Regions from separate parts of the Sus scrofa genome. Here all the other regions are linked to region 2. A link is a contact called in public HiChIP or PLAC-seq data. All regions are on one chromosome and are shown on one strand. The core of a region is the stretch at or near the end of the contact, and the rest is flanking DNA. Distances in the headings are between cores, read along the strand shown. Region 1 has its middle 44 kb from the start of CD180. Region 2 has its middle 400 kb from the start of CD180. Region 3 overlaps PIK3R1 (phosphatidylinositol 3-kinase regulatory subunit alpha).

Evidence for each region. HiChIP or PLAC-seq counts read pairs in DNA pulled down with a chosen protein or histone mark.
Region 1: an H3K27ac HiChIP or PLAC-seq map of skeletal muscle shows a contact between it and region 2, with 6 times the contacts expected there. The contact joins two enhancer-like sites. A contact is called at or near these places in 2 of 47 Hi-C or Micro-C datasets (skeletal muscle and subcutaneous adipose tissue) and 2 of 2 datasets of contacts at active chromatin or transcription factors (alveolar macrophages and skeletal muscle).
Region 3: a contact with region 2 is called in an H3K27ac HiChIP or PLAC-seq map of skeletal muscle. The contact joins two enhancer-like sites. A contact is called at or near these places in 1 of 47 Hi-C or Micro-C datasets (heart right ventricle) and 1 of 2 datasets of contacts at active chromatin or transcription factors (skeletal muscle).

Annotation. Positions count from the first base shown.
Region 1 is chr16:45,630,379-45,633,078 of Sscrofa11.1, reverse strand. No RefSeq gene overlaps it. Among named protein-coding and RNA genes, the nearest start is that of CD180, 44 kb to the right of the region's middle. Within about 2 kb of position 1,383, at least 8 of the 83 cell types and tissues checked have an H3K27ac peak or open chromatin away from gene starts, as enhancers often do. A contact at or near this core is called in skeletal muscle, where this site is marked.
Region 2 is chr16:45,981,871-45,984,570 of Sscrofa11.1, reverse strand. No RefSeq gene overlaps it. Among named protein-coding and RNA genes, the nearest start is that of CD180, 400 kb to the right of the region's middle. Within about 2 kb of position 1,285, at least 2 of the 83 cell types and tissues checked have an H3K27ac peak or open chromatin away from gene starts, as enhancers often do. A contact at or near this core is called in skeletal muscle, where this site is marked.
Region 3 is chr16:46,482,562-46,485,261 of Sscrofa11.1, reverse strand. All of the region lies in intron 2 of PIK3R1 (phosphatidylinositol 3-kinase regulatory subunit alpha), which reads right to left. Among named protein-coding and RNA genes, the nearest start is that of PIK3R1, 49 kb to the right of the region's middle. Within about 2 kb of position 1,416, at least 9 of the 83 cell types and tissues checked have an H3K27ac peak or open chromatin away from gene starts, as enhancers often do. A contact at or near this core is called in skeletal muscle, where this site is marked.

The sequences.
Region 1 (2,700 bases), core at 134-2,633, 350 kb after region 2:
TCTCCATCTTCCGAGGGCCTCTGTGGAGTTAAAAGAAGTAAAATAAAATATCATTCTAATACTCCTGAGAATATAAGGCCTCGTCATGAAAAGAACCCTCACTGCCTTGCTATGTCTTAGCTCTGCCTGCCAAGTACTAAGAGGTCTCTTTGAAATCTGAAAATGATTTTCAGTACATTCCATGAGAGAAGCCCATCTGCTGAGAGAAAATTTAAATGGAACTTGTGAATAGCTTTCTTTATCATGAGGTGGGATGGTTTCTGATCCCAACATGGGTACCTACCAGAGATGCCTGGACTTCAGGCCAGTCTAGACGAGCTATGGATCTCCGGCACCCAGGGCAAACTATCCTAACCAGAGGATAATTCCAGGAAGTGAGAACAAAGATAATGTCACATCACAATCGTAATAATGAAGAACCAAAATGACAATGGCAGGAGAAAGCAGAGAAAATAAAATGTTACAAGATAGAGAGGCGGTTAGGAAATCACAAACTGATCGTTTTTCTTCAGGACACACCACTGAGAAAAATTAAATCTTTAACCTCTGATGGCTTCCTGTGGCTAAGCCACAGAAATCTAATTGAGAGGCTCAGGTCCACAGAAATCTGCTGTCTGCTCCGGCTACACAATCATATTATGATAAGCCTTTGACTCGATTACTCTAAGAAACAAAGAATTGTTGCTACGGCATTATTATATAGACTACCCAGCCAAACGATGCTTTTTTACTCTTTGTTCACTAGTCTTTCCCCCCATTATCTCTGGCAAACAGATGAAGGAGAAACCTCAGGAGACACTGTATTGTGTTTGATTCTGGGGGTTTTCCAAATGCATTTTGTATTTCCATCATAGAAAAGACACAGAATTGAGTAGCTGTATAACAGACAGAAGATAATTACTTTGGGGATAGCACTGTAATATTTCTTATATTACAATACACTTTGTATCTATGTGGTGGGTGAAGATGTTGGAACTACAAAGGCTTCTCACAATTATGTGCTTGCTGCTCGTTATATCTGCACATTCTCAGACAGTGCAAGGATACCTTTCTGTTTGTTTACATTTAGCTCCAACAGGATCTGCATAGAATAAACCCTAGCCAAGGGTTGGGATCTCAGAAGAACTCTGTCCTTTTTCTTTCCCTGGCTCTGGCAGGTAAAATGAAAAGGCCTGCAGGCTTTCAGAGGAGGAAGAGGTGCCTGAAGAAATCTCCTTCCCTGTTCTCCTAATACCAGAGTAACTTTATTCACTGTTGCCTTAAACTTCCACCTCTTCATACAAAAGTCCCCATGTGAAAAATCAGCTCCTCTGGCCTCCGCTAACTCTCCCAAGGACAGACAGCACAGCCCTCGCCCTGCTGCCCAAACAGAGCTTTTCTCAGAGGCATTAACTTCCCGTTACCATGACCTCTTCGCAACTCTGCCACTTGGCATTTGACTTAGAGCCAAGCCTAGTTCTTGGCTCTCAACAAGTGTTCTCTGAATAAATAAATAGGTGAGCAAATTAATCAACTAAAGATTGCAACTAAACAGTCAGGAGGCCTAGGAACATGGGATGTTGACACCTGCTAGGAGTACAATTCTCTATTAAGATCTATGAGATTGTGATTGCAAACAGAGGACCCCAAAGAGCATGGTAATTTCTGAGTAACCAAAAGCAGCCAGCATTGGTTGTATTAGTTTTATGTCCTATGGCATGCAGCGTATATAGCCTGTGGAGATAAATTTTAATAGTCAATATAGTCTTAAAATGTATCTGCAAGTGTTACTTGTTGCAAGTAACTAATAATTTCTTGTTGCAAGAAATTATAACTATAATAATGATACCGAAAACAACCAATTAAGGGCAATACAGGTTAATTTACCATTAAAACTAACAGTATGGGTAGATATTTTCAGTGATGTCTTTGTTCTGTGGATAGGCCGTGGGTTCACGGGCTTTTACTCTTCCATTAAAAATAATGAAATTCCCTGGTGGCCTAGTGGTTAAGGAATCGGCATTGTCACTGAAGTGATGCAGGTTCAATCCCTGGCCTGGGAGCTTTGCATGCTGCTGGTGCAGCCAAAGGAAAAAAATACACACACACACACACACACACACACACACACACACACATAATCATACATGTCTTGAACCCACCATGACTGTGAGCAACAATCATAGTCCTTATAGTTGGGGGTTAAAAAAAAAAAAAAAAAAAAAACTAAAGGGAGCAAATCTTCCTATAATGTAAAATCCTCAATCTATTATGATAATTATCTGTCTTTGTATAGCTCTTCAATTTAACAAGCACTCAGTGTTCTACTTTATTTAATGATTTAGATTTTTGTCTACAGGTTAATAAAATCCTTTGTTAGTACTGAAAACGGCAAATAGTGCTCAATATCCTAAGTGAGCTGATTATGTGATATGAGACTGATTTTTAAGCAGATGTTCTGTTTAGGGGACATTATGGACTCATGACCCATTTGAATCTTCACAATAAACTATTTAATAAAAAAGAAAGCAAGAACAGGGTTCTGCTATATTCAGGCACAAAGCTTAAAAGACTTGTGAAAACCAATTCAATCCTTATTTTCTCTCATTCATGAGCAATGTCCTTCACTGTCATAAAAACTAATCCTGGTTAAAGTTCAATTCACAGGACAGAACTGAATTAATTAATGTTCCAACAACAATAACAACAATAAAAAGAGTA
Region 2 (2,700 bases), core at 36-2,535:
GCCCACATATATCAAATCTTACAGACCCTGCTATAATGGCTGTTTTTGTATTATCTACTTTTGCACTCAATTAGCAGTTGGTAATCTTTAACAGTGGTCTGTGCAGTAGGCTTCATTCGCAGTGAGGAAAGAAGAATCTGGGGAGGCTATATATTGTCTTCTATAGTAAAGCATAGTGAGACACCTCAAGTGATGATGGAGGTGATGGCTGCTCTGAATAGAAACAAAAGCAATTAAGTCCCTGTGATCTGAAGTGGGACAATATCAACTCAGGACATATTGTTTATCATGAAAAAGAGAATGCTATTAACTAATATGTATGACATGATCCCATTCTTATATATGAGGAGAATAAATATTTATTTCCATGTACATACGCATAGAAGAAAATCTCTTTGAAGAATATAAGCCAAAATAACATTATAAGAGTATCATATGCATGTCCATATATATGTATGTGTTGGCTTTCGTGTGTGTGTGTGTGTGTGTGTGAGTGTGTGTAGTCATAATTTGTAAATTAAAATATCTCTATGGCAACAACAACAACCACAGATATAACTTTGGTTTTATCCAGTGGTTGGATCATGGGTAGTTCTTAATTTCTCTTTCTAAGTTTTTTTATCATATTCTGTTCTCACGATGGGTATGTAAAACTTTTACAATTAGGGAAAGAAAGCAATTTTTGTTTAAAAATTAGGAAAAGATTGTTGGGAGATGTTATGTTGCTCAGACTTGAAATACCTTTAATTGTTTTTAGAGATTTGTGCATAGTCTAAGTTTCATTATTTCTCGTTTTGTTTTTGTTTTTAATATTAGAAATCAGACCAGCAGCTTACACATTATAAATGCTTACCATTTTACATGCTGGAAAAGCATTTCATTCATTTAGGTCAGATAAGATTAGAGTAATTAAGGTCACTGGACTTTGCTGTTTAACAAATCCTCAAATCCAATTCTAATGTCATTCATGAATGCCACAAATCATATAACGTTTCAGACCCACCATCACAACTGTTATAACATTAGATGTTATTAATTCATTGTTTGTAACATTAGAGAAGGGTTGATGTATTCAGTACTCTAAGAGTTACAAATTTATTAGTTCTGAAGAGGTTATCCCTGGGGTAACTCTTTATTGCTTGTAGGAGCACAGAATGTTCTATGACAGGAGAATGTCTAAAATGAAACAACCCAATTAATCAAGATAGGGCATGCATGTGGTGACTCTGCAATATGAGCAGATGCTGTCAACTCCCTGAATTGTCACCATGCAGCCTCGTGGCTGGGGCTTTGCCTCAGCCAGAACAGGTTGGCCGCTGATGTGGGGATCCTGATAGCCTGTTGCCACATCAGACGCTACTCAGCTGCCTCACTTAAGTCCTGACCCAGCTGGAAAGAACAATCCTGTTGTCTGATGATTCTCCTACACCAAACCTTTTGCCACTTTAAAAAGGAGACAAACTGATTTGAATCTTAATCTCTCTTTTTTTATTTTCCCAAATATGACAAAGGTACTAAGTGGGAGTAAAAATTCCTAAAGGCTTTCTTAAAAGATGAGCCTGCAACCAAATGTATTATCTCAATGTTTGGAATTTCTGCAGCCATTAAAAATGATATCGTTAAAGGTTTTTCAAAATATGGGAATGCTATTATAAAAAGAGCAGCTTACAAATGTAAACCTATCAATACAGGGTATGATTACAATCTTGTAAACTAAAAAGATATAAGAGATGAGGAATAAAATTCCTAAAGTCAACATTAGAGATTAAAGGTTAGTTGATTTTTTCGTTTTTGTTTTGTACTTTCATTTTGGCTTATATACGCTACATTCTTCAAATTTTCTAGACGAGAAATATATTACTTTCTAAAAAATAAGACTCCTAACACATGTTATTTTTAAAGTTATTCTCTAAAGCAATGATAAAGTGGCTTCTGTTTCCTGATATTAATTCAAGAGCAACAGATACTTTTCTATAAATCTCCTCCATCTTGCTATGTTGGGGTGAGGTGTAAACAGAAATTGTTCAAAAGTGCTACATTTTTTCTGAAACTAAAATTGGACATGTACCTTGATCTTCTCTATCACAATTTAGATAACGTACCCAGAAGGGAGCAAAGACACTGCCCAATCAACTCTGCTTTCTCTCAAAGCTTCTACAGGAAGATTTAATAAAGAGGCTGCCTTGGGTCAAAGGGTCACTTCCGTTGAGAAAGCTTTTCCCTCTCCTTGCCCTGACACCAGGAAGGAAAAATAACAATTGGCATTCTTACTGTGCTCAGGGCTTTAAAAGTACTTTCACAAATAATGAGAATGCAAACAGAAATTCTCTCTCCAGAACAATCTGATGCCATGCTGACAAACACAGCCCCTTTTCTAAGGGTATTCAAACTTGGGTCACAAGTAGCAGCAAAGGGGATCCCAGAGGCACAGGATGAGGGAATTTACTCTGTGGGAGAGCTAACATTAGGCCAGGCACTGTTCTAATCACTCTACATAGGGTATGTAGTCCTGATGACCAATCTTGGAGGAAGGTGTCATTATCTATATCAGGGGTCAGCAAACGACAACCCATGGGCCAAATCACGCCTATCTCTTATTTTTATATATAAAGTTGCATTGAAACAGAGCCACTCCCATTTGTTTTTTGTCTACGACTACTACTCTGCAATTTTCCTACTATAATAGCAGAATCGGTTGTT
Region 3 (2,700 bases), core at 167-2,666, 500 kb before region 2:
GAGAAAAGGAAAAGGATAATGTGTCTATAGAACTAGGGAGAAAAAGAAAATGAAGGTGAAAAAGATAAGCGGCCTGAAAATAACTGAACAGAAAATTCTCTATCAGCCTACAAAGAAAATTAAGAAAGGAAGATACTATTTTATCATATTTTTTAATATAGTTTTTAAAATCACTAATAGAAAACTAAGCTATCCATATAAACAATAAATATAAGATACAACCATTAACAATTGCATGAGGAATCAGAGTCAGAAAAAAAAAAAAAAAAAAAAAAAGAGCAATACTTTTGATACCTCAGACCAATTTGAGCATTTCTGGTTGGCTAATGAATTCTCCCATCTCGTAATAAATGACGATCATTAGTAACAAGAGGCTATTCACCTCTCAGCTAAAAAAAATCCATGGACTTCTTCTGGATATGATTTTCTTTTTAAGGATAACAATTTTTTTTTTTTTTTTTTTGTCTTTTTGCCATTTCTTTGGCCGCTCCCTCGGCATATGGAGGTTCCCAGGCTAGGAGTCGAATCGGAGCTGTAGCTGCTGGCCTAGGCCAGAGCCACAGCAACAGGGGATCCGAGCCACGTCTGCAACCTACACCACAGCTCTCAGCAACGCCGGATCCTTAACCCACTGAGCAAGGGCAGGGATTGAACCCGCAACCTAATGGTTTCTAGTCGGATTCCTTAACCACTGTGCCACGACGGGAACTCCAGGATAACAATTTTGGATGGGTCAGCTGGGTAGCAGTTGGATCATATTAAATTTTCAAAAAACTACAGAAAAATACACAGTCCTATGTGATTGAGACTTGTTTGTGCAGACCAAATAAAAAAGTAGTTTTTTAAAGAAAAATTACAATACATAGTAGGTCCTACGGACAGAAGCAACCTATAAAATATATATGGATTATAGAGAGAAATCTGACTATGCTCCCCACAAAAAGTGATCAGAAGTGGGCTAAAAATAGAGCGAGGTGGTATTTGAGGCATGGGTGTATTTTTTCTAGTTGCTTAGAAGTCAGCTAAGGAAAAGCGGCTATTATGTCAAATAAAACAAGCGGTCCAAGAAAAGAAGTCAAGTCAAAAGTTCAGCTTGACCCAGATATGGAAGGATTCATCACTTTCATCCACACTTTAGATTCTTGATAGAAACTACGTTGGTGACATTGTGTAGGTAACACCCGGCTCAAACTTCCCAGTGAGAAGAGAGGATGCTTAGAAAAATGCCAGTTTCCTATGAGGATGGAAATACCTGCGATGCTGTTAATGGAAAGGACCCAGGGGCCGGAGGAGGCTGGCCCGGAGGTGAAAGCAATCACTGGTCACGGCAGGCCACTCCTTTCTGCATCCTCACCTCACAGCGGCCTGTTCTGAACCATCAGAACAATCTATGCTCTGCTTCGTACACCACTTCTGTCTTCGGGTGAAAGGGAAGCGATAGGGCCTGAACCACGGGAGTGAGTTTTGTACATTTTGTTCCATTAGATTAGGCCTCAGTAACTTTTTGAATTATGAGCTGTCAACTACTTTTTCATCTGCTATAGAATATGCTTCTTAGAAATTGTGACTATAAATAAATCAACAGATGTTTTTTGCTGGCTTCAACAGGAGCTTGGGTAATTTTTTAAAAGGGGCTAGAAGTTAAGCAAATTAATCCAAAAGGCTGTATTAGGTTTCCCCCTGTTGGTCACTTTTTGCATAAGCCTTTTAAAGACTGAAGAGTTTCATTTTAGACTTTACAATTCATTCTGGGTATTACACGAATGTAATCTATTTCAGAAACTAAAAATTAGGGTTTTTTTTAACACATCACATCCTTTCTGTGACTTCTGTTTTTTAAAAAAATCACTATTAAATGCCATACCTATGCAGGATTGTTACTCTATCACATGAAAAACAACTGAAAAGCCATTGTGTCACAGTAGGAAAAAAAAAAAAAAAGAAAAAGACAATAGGTAAGGAAATGAGTTCCGGACCTGTCAATGACAGATGGGAGAACTTTGGGGAAAATACTTATATCTCTGAGTTTTTCATTCTGTATCAGTGAAGCAGTAAGATTTAGCTAAGACATTCTAAAATAATTTCTCTCTCTCTCTTTTTTTAAATGTTTTGGTACATTCCTGTTCTTTTTTATTTATTTTTATTTATTTATTGTCCTTTGTCTTTTTAGGGCCACACCAGCGGCATATGGAGGTTCCCAGGCTAGGGGTCTAATCGGAGCTGTAGCTGCCAGCCTATGCCACAGCGACACCAGATCCAAGCCACGGCTGTGACCTACACCACAGCTCACAGCAATGCCGGATCCTTAACCCACTGAGCAAGGCCGGGCATTGAACCCGCAACCTCATGGTTACTAGTCGGGTTCGTTAACCACTGAGCCACAACGAGCACTCCTAAAATAATTTTCTCGTTCTTAAAATTGCATGATTTGGAGATAGAAGTTAAGGCGATCATGTGACCAACATAGAATTACTAAATTACATTTAATCAAGAATTACTCTAAAAATAACTCTATATTCTCTTTGGCGACTTTGTTGCTGCAAATCTGGCAAAAAATCATAGGCACCTGGGGGGGTGGTTGGTGTTGGCACCAAGCAAAACCTCACTTCAAAGATGAGGGTGGAGGGGTAAATTAAATACATTAAATAAATGGAGAAATGGCAAAATTTCATTTTATTTCATTTGGATACTTTAACCAAA